Regions from separate parts of the Mus musculus genome. Here region 1 is linked to region 2. A link is a contact called in public HiChIP or PLAC-seq data. All regions are on one chromosome and are shown on one strand. The core of a region is the stretch at or near the end of the contact, and the rest is flanking DNA. Distances in the headings are between cores, read along the strand shown.

Evidence for each region. HiChIP or PLAC-seq counts read pairs in DNA pulled down with a chosen protein or histone mark.
Region 1: an H3K4me3 HiChIP or PLAC-seq map of bone marrow-derived macrophages shows a contact between it and region 2, with 3 times the contacts expected there. The contact joins two enhancer-like sites. A contact is called at or near these places in 2 of 484 Hi-C or Micro-C datasets (pre-B cells and regulatory T cells), 13 of 115 datasets of contacts at active chromatin or transcription factors (the 230-238 cell line, bone marrow-derived macrophages, effector CD8 T cells and 7 more) and 3 of 9 other capture datasets (adipose tissue, liver and macrophages).

What each region holds. Positions count from the first base shown.
Region 1 is chr3:84,835,055-84,839,897 of GRCm38.p6, reverse strand. The region is part of intron 1 of Fbxw7 (F-box and WD-40 domain protein 7); the gene reads right to left. Among named protein-coding and RNA genes, the nearest start is that of Fbxw7, 22 kb to the right of the region's middle. Within about 2 kb of position 2,082, at least 11 of the 459 cell types and tissues checked have an H3K27ac peak or open chromatin away from gene starts, as enhancers often do. A contact at or near this core is called in bone marrow-derived macrophages, where this site is marked.
Region 2 is chr3:84,566,591-84,571,941 of GRCm38.p6, reverse strand. All of the region lies in intron 1 of Arfip1 (ADP-ribosylation factor interacting protein 1), which reads left to right. Among named protein-coding and RNA genes, the nearest start is that of Gm35410, 13 kb to the left of the region's middle. Within about 2 kb of position 2,216, at least 29 of the 459 cell types and tissues checked have an H3K27ac peak or open chromatin away from gene starts, as enhancers often do. A contact at or near this core is called in bone marrow-derived macrophages, where this site is marked.

The DNA.
Region 1 (4,843 bases), core at 833-3,332, 270 kb before region 2:
AAAGCAGCAGGACGAAAAATGAAATCTACTGTAGGCACTGTGAAGCCTGATGTAAAATGCACTGCAGGACTTGGGAGCCGGCTCACAGAAAGAACACTTGCTGTGCAAACATGAGGACCTCAGCTAGACCACTGGAAGGAGGAAGCAGGAGCTTACTAGCCAGTCAGCCTAGCTGGAATGCCAAACTTTTGGCTTACGGAGAGACCTTGGGTCAACATAATACCGCAAAGAGCCAAAAAGGGAGGCACTCAAAGACTTCCTCCAACTTCCACATACCCGTGCACAGGCATATACACCTGCATACTCATGTGCATGCATCATATAAATATAGCTCACACCATCCCAAACCACACACAAAGGCAGGCAGGCAAGCAGACAGACAGACAGACAGACAGACAGACAGACAAATGTATTCTAGAGAGTAAGCCATCTCTGACATGGAAGTGAACTAGAAGAACGTAGAAGCAGTTTAAACTTTATTGAAAAACTGAAACTATCATAACATCATAAATAAATAAATAAATAAATAAAGATAAATAAAGAGCTATAAACATTTCTATACTATGTGATATTAGAAGGAAACTTTTAGAAGAGCTTTTTAAATTGTTATTACCAAACACAGAACAAAACCAAAGAAAAATATCAGTTGTTTCCATGGAGTAACATGTGAGCAATGTTAAGGTGTAAAACTCATCCATGACTAAATGAGTGAACCTGCTGGGAGACAAAGTCTATCACAAGACAACCACTGGCTATGCACTAGTATTCCTACAGCAGGGTCATATGTCTGTGCCATCCAAAGTCATTCTAACACAAACGTTTTTAAAGATGCTAATGGAGAAAAAAATGGAAAAAACTCAACCCACAGTAAAAATAAACAAATAACTCCTTGGTGAGATGGCCAAATTGAAGGCTAGGGAAGAAAAAAAGGGACAAGATAAGCCTGGGACAACTGATGCTGCTGCTATAATCTGTCCTCAAAAAGTGATTGAGACAAGATGAAAGATTGAGAGAGTCCTGAGGACCAAACCTCAGATGACCAAAGCACCAAAGGAAGAGAAAGAAATAGATGAAATCCAGAGAATAAAATCTGAGTCTACAGGATAGAGAAAATATTCATGAGTCTATTTTGATACACTTAAAGTACATACCTCAGAGGAGATAGCTCTTCCTTACAGAAGAAAGAAAAGAAACAGAAAATAACACTGGCCAAACACCAAAGTAATAATATTCATTCAGATACAAATTATCACCAGAATTTGAAATTAGAAACTAAAAGCATGATGAAAATAAGGTAATTAACATAATCACAAGATACCTTCCCCATAGGACACTTAATTGCAAGGTTAGCATGCAACTGGTACAAAGCCTAACATCAGCTTACCAGTGCTGGTCTCACCAGATGAATGGGCATACTGACACTGTGTGCCATCCAGTAAGAGTCACAACAGCATTTCTGTAGTACTCTTACCCAACAATTGTCACCAAAACATTAAACAAAAACTGGAGGTATTCAACACAACCAGTACTTTTCCAAAGTAATAATAAAAGGCAAGAATTTTAGAAATGTTTCAGACTGAAGAAAATTAAGGACACTGGTGATTCGAATGAAATGTCCCCCATATTCTCAGCTTTTTAGATACCTGGTCCCAGTTGCTGGTACTGTTTGGGGAAGTGAGTTGTGGCTTTGTTAAAAGAAGTTATGTCTCTGGGGGCGGGATTCTGGGGCTTAAAAAACTCACACCATCCTCAGGCCACTTTCTGTCTCATGCTTGTGGCCCAAGTTATAAAAGCTCCAACTGCAGCAGCCACGCCTGCCTGCTGCCATGCTGCCCCACCATGACTGTGAAGGAAACCCTATGCTCTGGAACTCTGAGCCCAAACAAACACTTTTCAGTCAGTTGCTGTGGTGTTTTATCACAGCAATAGGAAGTTGCTAATACAGCAGCAAATAAATGTGACTCGTGAGTGGTTCGGAGTTAGACTCTGGCCCAGAGAAAACACACGCACAGAGACAATAAACAGGTAATGCGTTTTACACAGTTTGAGGTGAACTTGAGCAATCACTGCTTCCTGGGTAGCAGAAGGAAAAGTGGCATCAAAAGAACTGCTGAGGCTGAGAAGATAGCTCCGCTGTTGAGAGCCCTTGTGCTCTTCCACAGGACCTGAGTTCAAATCCCAACACTCACATCAGGTGGCTCACAACCATTCCAGTTCCAGGAGACTGGATACCCTCTCCTGGCATTCACAGGCACACAAATAAGTAATAAATCTTCTTTTTTAGTTTTTTAGGGTGAGACATTCTGTTACATAGTCGTTGCCTAAGGTTCTCATAGCAACTGGGAGTCCTCCTTTAGTGACTGCTGGAGCTGCTTTCTGAGGCAGAAATTACTTACAATGTGGAACATCATCCTAACAGTGCAAGAGGTAGAAGGAAACTAGGACACACTCAGTGAGTTAACACAACCCTTCTACAGCTCTGCAAAGGTGGCAGTAGTCAGCAACAGTGTGCCTGCTACCCTATGAAGCAGCCAGACAGGCCCAGATATGCAGGACCCCCTGCTCAATAAAATGCAAAGCCCTCTAGGTTACATGGCACAACCAGACACCCCAAGTTCCTGCTGCCATGCCTTCTACACCATGACAAACTTGTATCCATTCTTAAATGATGAGCCAAAATAAATCTTGTCTTCCTTGGTTTTCTTGAGTATTCTGTCACAGCAGTGAAAAAACAAGTCCTCTTTCCTTCATTTAAACAGACGCACTATGCCAGGTAAAGCTACGAATGGTGGTGCACACCTTTAATCCCTGCACTCAGGAGGGAGGCAAGTAGATCTCTGAGTTCCACAGTAGCCTGGCATACACTGTAGTTCCAGGACAGACAAGGTTACGCTGAGAGACAGGACAGGAACACCTGGGAGGGCACAACAGACCCTCACATGGTCTTCTGATTCTATAAACAAAGTAAAAGAGAACTCTTGGCTTCCATTTTCCCATTTATTCTACTTTACCTCTTTTTCTGTGCCTGAAAAGTATGGGTGAGACAGGAGATAGCTTCCCTTAAGCAGTTAGGGCAGCACTCCTTAAAGACACAAGGATAAGGAGTCGAAGACCATCTTCACCTACATAGTAAATTCCAGGCCACCTTGAGCTATAAGACTGTTTTAATTTTAGTAAATTAAAACAGATTTCTAATTCTATTCAGGAAACATTCAGACTATTGTGAGAATACCACAAGCAGACCTGTAGTGAGTACAACCCTGAGAAAAAAATACAAAACTTTAAAGATCTAGCAGTAAAACAGATGCTAACAATAAATGTCTTAATATGTAGAGTAAGATCAAAAAGGAATTCATTTCTCTTTGATTTAAAGTGAAACACTTAAAAGAAGAAAACTCAGCCCAAGTTTACCACTAGTTAACTCTTGACTGAGGAAGCAAGTTTCTTCCCAGACCCCACCACCTCTTCAATAATGTCATCATCTGTATAATAAACATGTATTACAGTATATTTACCTTCACAAAATTAACCACAGAAACCTTCTGAGCTACCACCCTAACCTACAAGATAATCAAACATTTACTCAAAGGTGGTTTCTTAGGGAGTCATGTAATGTTACATAAAAGAGAGAGTTGCTTATCTGGAGCATAAGCACTGTCTAGTGGAGGGGCCAGTAGATAGCGAGCACCTGCTATTACAACCTGACCAGACTCACCTCTGGGCCCCTGGGACGGTGCAACTGTCTACGGCCCCAACAGGGCAAAAGGATGAAGAATGAAGCGTCTGAAACCGGCTTTTGTTACCCAGGGGACTCAAGGCCAATCTAAGCTACATGCCAAAGAGGGAGGAAAAAGAGAAGGAAGGGAGGGAAGCAAGGAAGTGACACTACTGTGTAAAGGATAAAATATGCACAGGAACTCAAAGATTAATATTAAAATAACACTACCTCAATAAGTTTTCTTAGCTTAAATGCAGAAGTAATAATATTTGGATATATTATACAAATATATAGTAAACACATTTTAAAAATACACTAAAATTACTACTATCTGTTTCAATACCATTAGTAGAAACTTTGCATTCAGGTATACAGCATTGATCAACACTGTCTCGTTGACAGTTGACAGCTTTTAGAGGGTCTCACTGAGTCTCCTCTGAGCTCTCTTTTTCTTCTGCTGCAAGAAGCAAGGCTTCCTAAAACCTTCCTGCACTGCACAACACTGCATTATACAAGGAGCAGGGGGAGGGGGTGACAGTAAGTGACTACAAGGGAAACTGTTCATGTCTTCTAAATTCACACTGTGACATGAACTGTAACAACAGAAAGTCTGAGGTGAGTATACTCTGACTTCTCTAGAAGGGTTGGGTTTCCAGTAACCAGTGAAAAGATTCACTACTACTAGAATTTCTAATGGGAAATTACCTGGTTTGGGCCTTAAGAGACAGTAACTGGAACAGTAGATGAGGAAGCTACCTATTTAAATCTATCTAGCTTTGGAGATCTAACAGAGAACAAGAGCATACTGCAACTATCTTGAGAAAATACAAGAATCATTTTACCACATCCCAAAACCATAAAGCATTATCTGATAAAGGATTATTTTGCCAAGAAGGAATCTGAGGAAAGCGTAAGTTAAGAGTAATATGTATCGGACCTGGAGAGATGGTTCAGCAGTCAAAAGCACTGGTCACTCTTCCAGAAGACCCTGGTTTAACTCCCAGCACCCACATGGTGGCTCACAACTACTGTAACAGTCCAGGGGATGTGACACCCTCTTCTGGCACCAATCATGCCTATGATGCACAGAGTTCCACACAAACAAACACCCATAGGCGTAAAGTA
Region 2 (5,351 bases), core at 967-3,466:
TACCTGGTTATAGAGAATAAGCCTGAGATATAATGTAAGATATTTGGCCTATGATATAACTGGCCTATGAGGGCCTGAAAATTATTGGTAATTTGTAGTAGTAATTTGTTACTCTGTTTGAAAGACAGTATTAAAAAATGGCTAAATTTAGCCAGGCAATGGCATGCCTTAATTCTAGCACTCAGAAGGCAGAGGCAGGCAGATCTCTCAGATTGAGGCCAGCCTGGTCTACAGAGTGAGTTCGGGGACAGCCAGGGCTACACAGAGAAAAACTTATCAGGAAAAAACAAAAAGAAAGAAAAGAAAAAAGAGTTACCCTTCTATAAAGTTCAGAAAAGGTGTATCTTTTTTTGTGAGAGTGGGTAGGCTTTACTTCATGGCCTTGCTAATTCAGAGCACTACAGACTACCACTTGAGATATGCCTCTAGCAGAAAATGGATGGCTTAGTGTGGGGGCGGGGGGGAGGGAGAGGGAGAGACAGACAGACAGGCACTCATTAGCCTTAAACTGGTAAGGTTTGAGGCTTAAATAATCATCCTGCCTGTCATGTGTATGTATATATGTATATGTCTGCAGACACAGACACACACACAGCACAAATTACAAGTCCCTAACTTTTTTTGTTTTGCAAGATAAGTTTCTCTGTTTTGCCCTCGCTTTCCTAGAACTTGCTATGGAGACCAGGCTTGCCTTGAACTCAGCGATCTGCCTAATTCTGCCTATTGATTCCTGGTATTAAAGGCCTGCACCACTATGCCTGTCTCATTAACTTTATTATTTTTTTTTAAAGTGTGTGCATGTGTGTGCTTGTGTGTGTGTGTGTGTGTGTGTGTCTGGGTCTGAGTCTACAGAGGTCAGAGGTGCTAAGTTCCTCTGGAACAGGGTTACAGGTGGTTGTGAGCGACCTGAAATGGGTGCTGGAAACCAAACTTAGGTCCTCTACAAGAGCAGTGTGTGCTCTTAACAGCTGAGCCATCTCTCCATCCCCACGAACATGGCTTTTTAGGTCTCATGCCCACATATGTGTATTAGTCATCTAAGTTACGGATAAACATAACTTTAAAAAATAAGCATGGAATAGAATGGGACAGGTAAAATTGCATGGATTTAATATCTCTGCAATTCTCAGATATGTTGTAGCCTCTGTCTGCCTTGATCATTTATTTAGTTGTCTCATAGTTTCCTAATTGCTACTGTTTGATCTTGGAGACAGTTACTCCCTTCTCACCAGAGAGAAGATAAGAGAAATGAGGGCCTGAGCTGTCTTTCACTTTCCATCTGTAGGCCTTTTCTTTCCAGTCCGATCTCAGCGGAAGAAATTTCCCCTTCTAGCTCAAGGCAACTTCTCCACTTCTGCTTAGAAATGCTTATTATTTAAAGCCCTTGTTCTAATTTTAGGTTCTTTAACAGTTGTAAAATGAATTTCTTATATTGCTCACCCTGTTCCCCTTATTGCTAATGTCTTACATAACTGTAATTATCAAGAGCAAATAATCAACATTAGTATAACATTATTGATAAGCTACCCTTGTTGAAATTAGCCTAAATTTTTAACTACTATTTTTCAATTATAGGATCCTGTCTAGGAAGGAACCTGCACTGAATTTAGTTCCGGTTCCATACTTTTCTCCTCTTCCTTTCCCCTTTCCCCTTTCCCCTTTCCTTTCCTTTTTGAGGTAGGGTCTCAATATATAGCTCTAACTGTCCTGAAACTCACTTAGTAGATCAGGCTGGTCTCAAACTCACTGAGATGTCCCTACCTCTGCCTCCCGAATGCTGTGATTAATGGTGTGTGCCACTATGTCCAGCTTCCATAGTCTTTTCTACTCTGTAAATTTCCTTTGTTTGTCATGAAAATTATACTTTTTGACAAGTATAATCAGATAGTTTATAGACTGTGCCTTAGTGACTGTTCTATTGCTATGAAGAGACACTGTGACAAAGGCATCTATTCATCCATCTATAAATAAAAGAAAGCATTAATTGTGGCCTTGCTTCAGCTTCACAGGGAGGTCATTATCATCACGGGGGCGGGGGGCATGGCAGCACTCAGGTGGATAGGGTGCTGGAGAGGTAGCTCGGAGTTCTGTGGGGGGAGAGAACATGCTCAGGCGCACACATGCTCATGTGTGTGCATGCATACTGGGTCTGGCATGGGCCTTTGAAACCCAAACCCAGTGAAACACTTCCTCCAACAAGGCCACACCTCCCAAGTCTTCTCCAATAGTGCAGCTCCCTGATGACTAGACATTCAAATCTATGAGCCTCTGGAGGCTCTTCATAGTCACGTCACCCCAGACGGTCTCTTCATTTGTGTTTATTTTGCTTTCATGATTAGTTCAGGCCCACACATTTTTAGCAAGAATACCACGAAAACAATATATCTCATTTGTCATAGTTCCTTGGTCTCTTTGAGTTTGAATGCTGAATTTTTCCACTCTGAAGTTACTGTTTTTTTTTTTTTCTTTTAGTTGGTAAGTATATTGTGGGAAAATCTGGAAAACCAACCTTGATCCATTTTTTCTCAAAAATTGGCCTTCTAATTTTAGCATCTATCAAGTGGGTGTGGTCTGCAATGTTTGTGGTGTTAACCTGATGATCCTGTTTCCCGTTCTCTTTCTCAATCTGCGACCCCCTTTGAAGATAAAAGTCTCACTGTGTATCCCAGAAACTCAAGATGTAGCCAAAACTGGCCTCAGACTTGAGGAACTGGTGCCTCCGCCCGCCAGTTGTATCATTGGATGGATGGTGTATGAGCACAGTTGGGTGCCAGCTTGCTGTGCATTCTCAGAACCCCCAGAGGAGGCTTTCAGAGCTCTGCTCACCCACTCTCCACTTCATCCCTTTGCGACTGATTCCTACTTATTGAGCTTGAAGCTGGCCTGGAGGCCAGGACGCTTCAGCAATCCTTGCCTCCCCAACGCAACATGACCATGCCCAGCTTTTTATGTGGGTGCTGGGGTTGGACCTCAGGTTTGCACAGCAAGGCTTTAAACCCATTGTGCCATCTCACCATCTGCTTCCGTTCGTATTTTCAGTTCCGAGGGTCTTTTCCCCATTTACTTATTTATTTGCGAATGTTGTTAAGGGCTGGCTCCTGTTAGTCTGTTTCCTTAAATGCTGTTTTGTTGCTGTTACTCAATTTAAGCCAACTTTAGCAACTAGTGGCTCCTTCAGCTCACACCTGTTTTCTTTGGATGTGTTCCCATTCTTTTTGGAAATTTTCCTTATTTTTCTGACTAGATGATATTGTAGTCTCTTCTGTTTTTCTTGACTCATCCTTAGAGTGAAATGTTTGTCCCCGAATCTTTATTCTTTTCATTGGAGAATGCTGTTTAGAGACCAAGACTTAGGGCGCAAGTATACTTAGTCTTTCTAGACTCCTCAGTACAGAGAGAACCTAACGCCCGTATATGCAGACATATTAAAAGTTTGATTCCAGGTCAACCTCACAGGGTTTGTGTTAGCATTTTCCTCTCTTATAACTTCCCTGTGACAGTTTGAAATGAAGTTCCCAATATCTATATTTTCTTGTATTCCTTTTTTCCTTTTACACAGATTTTCATTTAACCTTTAGGTAGCCTCCTGCTGTGCACAGCTGAGTCTGATCTTGAAGTGCTGCCCCTCCTGCTTCTCCCACGTGTGGGGTACACATTTGCTTCGTGACCATCTGTCCACTCCATTTGATTTTCTTTTCTTCTCTGCTTGCTTAGTTATCTGTCTACTACACAGATTGACTTCTTAGTATTTCTGTTTTTCAGTTTCTACTCACCCTGTTAGTTATAGTTTTCATTAAAATTATTTTCAAGGGTATGTGAGCATTATTATGACTCTAAGAGTCAGAGTTAGTTTTAAAACTGTAGCTAGAGGTGTCAGTACCTCACCATCCTCCCAACTCCTCATGCCACCATTTTCTCACTGCCCCTGTAGAGGAACCATCTACCTTGTTTCCGAGTTATGCTTCCTGCCCAGTTTCTTATGTTCCTTCTTAGATAGAGGTAGCAAAATGAGCTTGTCAGACTTTTTTTTCAGTGAGCAGTTTCAAGGTTTCAGACATGTCCAACCTATGGCTTGTGAGCTACATGGGCCACGGGTAGCTATAAATGTGGCTCAGCACAAAACTGTAAACTTAGGACATCATGACACTTTTTTTCTAAACTTAGCTATAAGGTTCTTGAGCATGAAGCTTGTGAATGGCAACACTTCACAGTGTCAAAAGTTGAACTTGCCTGGTTTAGATGTAGTTTAGTCACTTTTGTATGTATAGACATAGATGATTTCCAGTGTTTTATGGTCGTAAAGAATGCTACAGTGTGCATTTACACATTGCTTATTTTATTACTATTTAGTCTTGTTATTACAAATGGGATTTTTTTTCTGTCATTTGGCCTACTGATTGTTGTTACATATTCAGGCTGATTTTGTTTTGAATTCCTTTTATCATCGATTTTTTTAGGGGGACATATACTGCCTATTGTTTGCAAATAGAGATAAAGTTCTTTATTATTACTCTAATTTCTCTTAACTGTTTGGAATGGTCAAGACTTCTAGTATAATGTTGAATAATAGTGGAGATGGCTGAAATTTTTGCCTTATTCTCAATCTTAGTGGAAATGCCTGTTATTTCTTTATTAAATAAGATACAACACATGCTTGTACTAAGATGCTTTCAGTTATATTTCTATTTCTTTGAGTATTTAATTTTGAATGAGTGTTTAATTTTGCCATCTATACTCCATCTCGGTATACTTGGAAAAGACTATGTTTACCCTGTTAAATTTATGAGGATGGTATATATTAATACATTTTTCTAATTGAACCAATCCTGTGCTCTTGGGCTAAATCTCACTCAGCCATTTTGTATCCTCTTCCTCCTCCTCCTCCTCCTCCCCTCCCCTCCTCCCCCTCCCCCTCCTCCTTCCCCTCCCCTCCTCTCCCTCCCCTCCCCCTCCTCCTTCCCCTCCCATCCTCTCCCTCCCCCCTCCTCCCCCTCCTCCTCCTCCTTCCCCTCCCCTTCCCCCTCCCCCTCCTTCTCCCCCTCCTCCTCTTCCCCTCCTCATCCTCCTTCTTTTTTAAAGATTTATTTATTTTATGTATGAGTACACTAGCTGTCTTTAGACACACCAGAAGAAGGCATCAGATCCCATTACAGATGGTTGTGAGCCACCCTGTGGTTGCCGGAAGTTGAACTCAGGACCTCTGGAAGAGCAGTCGGTGCTCTTAACTGCTGAGCTGTCTCTCCAGGACTGTATTATTTTCTTAATGTGGTGTTTGATTCTTTTTGTTAACAATAACAATGTTCTTTGTAGTCTATTTTGAGAGCAGAAGCCCATTTCTTGTACTTTAGTGC